Regions from separate parts of the Sus scrofa genome. Here region 1 is linked to region 2. Evidence: chromatin contacts called from public Hi-C data. All regions are on one chromosome and are shown on one strand. The core of a region is the stretch at or near the end of the contact, and the rest is flanking DNA. Distances in the headings are between cores, read along the strand shown.

Region 1 (3,013 bases), core at 121-2,620, 86 kb before region 2:
GGGGTAGGGAAATCCATTCCACCCATGAGGAGACCATGACAAGTGTCTGCTTGCAGATAGAGCTGAAAAATTGGGGTTAGTAATGCAACCTTATCCACTTTCCCATCTTTATGTCCTTGATCTGTGTATCTTTGGAACAGCAGAGATGGTAGTGGTGGTGGCTAAAGGTGAAGATCAGGAAGAGATGGGTCTGGGGCTAGAGGAACTAACTTGTCTAGAAGGATGGCTTCTAAGATTATCAGCAGCCAAAAGGACATAGGGATATGGTACATATGGGCTTGCTCTGGATCAATACTATTATTCTAGGAAATTCAATATGGTACCATAGGTGCAATCTCTGGGCCATGACATGGCACTACAGGTGAGGGCCAGCCAGGTTGTTCAGGGCAGAGCTAATGGGAAAATGGCCGTGCACATCAGGAAAGCAACAAAGATATATAGAGAAATATGTGTGACCAACATAGAACCATCAGAGTCAAGCTGGCAGCATAACAGCAAGCACTGGCCCAAAGCTAATAGCACAAGACTATTCAGGCCCCAGAAAGTCTGCTTTGGTCAGGCTTGGCTAGGGCCTGAGATGAAAGGTTATTATTGAAGGTCCTCAAGGCCTGGCAAGGAAAAAAAAAAAAAACCCAACGTGGACTAATTCTGATAACTCGCAACGCTTTTTCTCTCTTGTGCATCCACTGTATCCAGCCCCCAACTTGCAGCCATAGATTATCATGATCTACTTTGTCTGGTTCTTAATGTGTCATGTGTGGATCATGTGAAAAATTATATTAAAATTAAAAAAAAATTCAGGGAGTTCCTGTCATGGCTCAGCAGTTAACAAACTTGACTAGCATATATAAAGATGTGGGTTCAATCCCTGGCCTGGCTTAGTAGGTTGGGGATCTGGTGCTGCCATGAGCTGTGGTGTAGGTCTCAGACACAGCTTGGATCCCTTGTTGCTATGGCTGTGGTGTAGGCCAGCGGTTTCAGCTCCAATTGGAACCCTAGCCTGGGAACCTCTATCTGCCACAGGTGCAGCCCTAAAAAGACAAAATAAAAAAATTCAGAGCAGGCTCATACCCATAAATTTGGTTTTTTAAGGAGTAGATATCAGGGTAATGAAGTCAGAAGACCCAGTTAGTGTAAAATGATGGTAGGAAGAAGAGGCAATTAAAGTAAATCATTAGTAGGGGTTTACGCTGATAGCCCCAGAAGAGGCTCCCAATACAAGCGAGGTACTAATGGTGGAAAAGAGGCTGTGCTCTGACTGTCAGCATTAGGAGAAATGGGGGAGGAGCTTGTTCCGAGCACTTAGGGGAAGAAATGGACATTGGCCAAGGAGCAGTGGAAACTCTTTAAAACTTCCTCATCTCTGAATTCAGAGGAAGCTCCTATTTATTTCTGCAGCCTCATCCCCCATAACTTCCCCATGTGTACTCTAACTACTGCCAAGGAGCCACTTTCTGTTCCCCAAAGATATCCTGCTCCTTCCCTATTCTGTGCCATTGACTGTGCTCTTCTTGCCATCTAGGATGATGTCTTTCCAATTTTTTCTTATTGAATTATTCCCATCCTTCAAGGCCTCTCTCCAATTCCATTTCTTCTATGAAATGGATTCCTCAAGAATATATGACACATTCTTACTTTAACTCCCAGAAAACAGATCACAGTCAGCCTTGTATAATGATTTTTCCTGTGCTTATTTTATCCATTCTTTTCCTCCGCTTCTCTTTGTGTTAGTTATCTATTGGACGTTCTATGTTTTACCTGGACCTATAAAGACTCTTGTTCTCAAAGTCTCTGCCCTCAAAAGACTAGTTAGTCTAGAGGGCTATGTACACAGATAAATGGGAATTGAAGCATGTGGTAAAGACTAAATAAAAGTAAGCATAAATATTATGGACCCTCTAAGAAGGGAACTCTAACCAGCCTTCTAGAGTCAGAATCCTGAAGGTAAAGGGCAGAAATCATTCAAGCAGAGTTAGCAGCATGTGCAAAGACCCTGGGATTACTCTCAAATTGCTGTAAGGATCAATACATTAAATATTTATCTTTAGATCTTGGTAAATTAATAACCAAAATGTACTAATTACAGAAAAATGTACCTATTGTGTCATATCTTCTGGTAACCTTCAATAAGCTATTATCCACTGCAATTTATAAATGAGGAAACCAGGCTCACGCTTTAAATGATAAACCCAAAATCGACAGAATTCAAAGTGGCAGAGTAAGGGTGACAACATGGATATTCTGATGCCAAATCCATGCTCTTTCCTCTATATTCTGCCTCTCAGATCTGGCTCCTCCTGATTGGAGGGAACTGGGCAAAAGGTCAAAGAGACGCTGCAGAAGAAAAGTCAGGAGCTGAAGGATAAATGACATAGTTTTTGCCCAAGACTAACTCTACTTAATAAAGTATACAAAATGCAATATCTAGTTGGCAAACCAGAGGGTCTTAATTCCTTCCTACGTTCTCCTCTACTTTCGATGGTTGATACTGCCTTGCATCGAGACAGTAAAAAGGGTGGAGGTGAAGAATGACCTCTAACCTACTTAAAGAACGGATGTGGATGCAGTAATGGAAGCCAACAAGAATGTCATAACATTCAAGTGTAAAGAAGTATTTTAGAATTGCACAAATCATCTGACTGAAATTCTAACCTCAGTACAAGTGACATCCCAATGGTGATCTTTTTTTTTTTTTTTTTTTTTTTTTTTTGCTTTTTACAGCCATACCCGCAGCATATGGAAGTTCTCAGGCTAGGGGTCAAATCATAGCTACAGCTGCCAGCCTACACCACAGCCACAGCAACTTGGGATCCAAGCCCTGTCTTCTGCAAACTACACCACAGCTCCTGGCAACGCCAGGTCCCTGATCTACTGAGCGAGGTCAGGGATGGAACCTGTATCCTCATGGATACTAGTCAGATTCGTTTCTGCTGTGCCACAATGGCAACTTCCAATGGTGCACTTTTTAAAAGAATAATAGGATATTACTATATTCTAACTCAAAACAAAGATT
Region 2 (2,700 bases), core at 54-2,553:
TTGGGTAGAAAGACAGGTTCAAACAGGTCTCAAAATATGTTTCTATCTCTTTTCTCTATCCTGTAACAGATGACTTAAAAATACATTCATAAATATTAAAATAGTAGCTAATTGCAATTGTGTTTTTATTTTTTATGATTACTTAGCTACAAAAAGCCACTCAACTCTAATTCTGTTTATCAGGTGAGATGAAGTTTTCTAAATGGAAAATACCACATGATGAATATTCAACTATTGTTTTATTTTGCTGTGTTTTGTTTTCTGGTTAGTACTAAGCTTCTAAAGAAATTATGGATTTTATTTCTCCCATTTTAATATATTCTTTTCTTTTTGGCCACACATGTGGCATGCAGAAGTTGCCAGGACAGGGATTGAACCTGCGCCACGGCAGTGGCAATCCCAGATCCTTAACCCACTAGGCCACCTGGGAACTCCTTATTTTTCCCGTTTTTTTTTCTCTTCCTCTTCTACATGCCCTCTTGACCCTTCTGGAGCCAGGAAGGGGTCTTTTTGGTTTCTCTTATAAGCTCTAGGGTCTCATGATGTCAAATTCTGTAAATTCATGAACTAGGATGGTAGCTTTATGAGAGCCTGACTGCTCTACTCTATTCCTCTAGCTCAGGGCTTGGCAAACCATGGCTCATTGGCCACATCTAGCCTGCCACCTGTTTCTTTTATTGAGATATAATTGACATATAACATGTTAATTTCATGTGTACGCTGTGATTTCCTATTTGCTTATTATTAAATGATTACCACACTAAGTTGGGTTATATCCCTTTTGAACTCCCATAAGCTAAGAATTTTTTCAACCACTTTAAAATGGAAAAAGTAAGAGCTCCCACTGTGGTGCATGGTTTAAGAAACCGACTGCAGCAGCTTGGGGCCCGAGTTTGATCCCTAGCGTGGGGCTGTGGTTAAAGGATCTGGTGTTGTCACAGTTGCGGCATAGGTCACAACTGTGGCTCAAATTCAATCCCTGGCCAGTAACTTCCATATGCTGAGGGTGTGGCCACTGAAAAAATAATAAAATGGCAAAAATAAAAAAAGAGTATTTTGTAACATGAAAATTGTTATTCAAATTCAGTGTGCATAATATAAGGCTTTAATGGAGCACAGCCACACCCATGTGTGTATTCTTTATGGATGTTTTCACAAAGAGCAGAGTTCATTAAATGTGACAGAATATGTGGCCACTGAAGCCAGAAACACCATCTCTCCTTCCACAAAAGAATGTGCCAACCCTGTTCCACAGCACTGCCCTGCCCTGCCCATACAACAGTTGTTTGTCTTAGTTTTGCTTCCTTGAGGAAGCTGACTCTGAGATGGAGACTGGCCAGCAAGTTTACTGGGGAGTGTTGGGTATAACCTCTATAAGGGAGTCAAGAAAAGAGAATTGGTTTCCACCCAGGCCTCGGGAATCTCAGGGAGCTCTGGGATTGGGATGGCCCTTCAAAATGGATTCAAATTGAAATGGGAGGCTTGGCTTTGGTTCTCTTGCTTGACCACCAGGGGGCGTAACCTGAGGTGAGGCAGTTCAGGGAGCCTTCAGCAGCCAAACTCCTAACAGCTGTTGGGGTAATGAGTTCCTCACCCAGGAGGAGGAATGTGGGAAGGGGACAAACAGCATCCTCTCCATCTCTATTTGTAGAATGATTCTCCCCGCCAACATGTAGAAAACATGGAGAGAACCCGGTTTTGAAATATTTATTAAGAAATGTCATTTCACTGTTTTAAAACATATCATAATAGCCACTAGGTACTAATTGCTTGCCATGGTACCTGGCACAATGTTAGGCATTTTGTATGAATTTTATATAATTCTTAGTATAACCTCAACAAAGGGTGCCTATGATTCCCACCCCTCCTCCCCTTTTTTCCCTTAAGGCTGATGAGCCACTTGGGCTCAGGGAAGTTAGGTAATTTGCCCAAGGGCACCCAGTGAGTGGTGGAACTAGATTTTAATTCAGTTCCATTTTACTGGAAAAGTCCTGGTTCTTAACCACTACCACCTGCTCTCCTGTTGACCACCTTATTTGTCTCGTTAAAGACTGGTTTTCTACTCCAAGGGAAAATAACTCTACCATTATGTTACTTCTTTTCTTTATAGTGTTCTGTTTGCTGGTATTTATTTGCTTATCTTCCCCCCTCTGAAATTGAAGCTTTGACTTATTCATGTTTTTCTCCATGTCCTAAGCAGTATTTGCACCTAGTAGGCAACCAATTAATACATGTCAAAGGGCTAAACAAGTTTTGGCAACATTGGCTACTGCATCTGATGGTTGAAACTAAAAACCCATCAGAATGAAAAATAGATACTTCTGACTAGAAAACAACTGCTACTGAGAGTTCCTCTTCAAGAAGAAAATGGAATAGATGAGATTAATTTCTTATAGCAGGTTAGTCAATTGTATAAAATGTATTATAATACTATCACAGATGTTTTCGCCTTTGATTACCTGAGAAATGATTTGTTAGAAGTCAGTCGTTTCTTGTTTTTTTGTTTTTTTTTCAGTGAGCATTTATTTGATGCTGCTTTTTTGGAGCACTGTGTGTTAAACGCATGCAAAGGCAACACCTATGTATGTGTGCCACACACAGAGGAGTAGGCCCTTATCTCTGAAAGCTTATCATGTTGTTAGACCTGGCAAATAACTCAAGAACAAGTAACAAAGCCACTTGGCAAAGAACTTGGCTAAG

What was found. A called contact is a pair of places that touch in the nucleus more often than the background predicts.
Region 1: a Hi-C map of alveolar macrophages shows a contact between it and region 2, with 2.2 times the contacts expected there. The contact joins two enhancer-like sites. A contact is called at or near these places in 1 of 5 promoter capture datasets (liver), 3 of 47 Hi-C or Micro-C datasets (alveolar macrophages, embryonic fibroblasts and skeletal muscle) and 1 of 2 datasets of contacts at active chromatin or transcription factors (alveolar macrophages).

Annotation. Positions count from the first base shown.
Region 1 is chrX:26,452,373-26,455,385 of Sscrofa11.1, reverse strand. No RefSeq gene overlaps it. Among named protein-coding and RNA genes, the nearest start is that of GK, 17 kb to the left of the region's middle. Within about 2 kb of position 1,370, at least 2 of the 83 cell types and tissues checked have an H3K27ac peak or open chromatin away from gene starts, as enhancers often do. A contact at or near this core is called in alveolar macrophages, where this site is marked.
Region 2 is chrX:26,366,309-26,369,008 of Sscrofa11.1, reverse strand. CXHXorf21 reads left to right here. Exons shown (of 2, transcript XM_001925715.4): 2 at 1-2,700. Among named protein-coding and RNA genes, the nearest start is that of CXHXorf21, 17 kb to the left of the region's middle. Within about 2 kb of position 1,303, at least 1 of the 83 cell types and tissues checked has an H3K27ac peak or open chromatin away from gene starts, as enhancers often do. A contact at or near this core is called in alveolar macrophages, where this site is marked.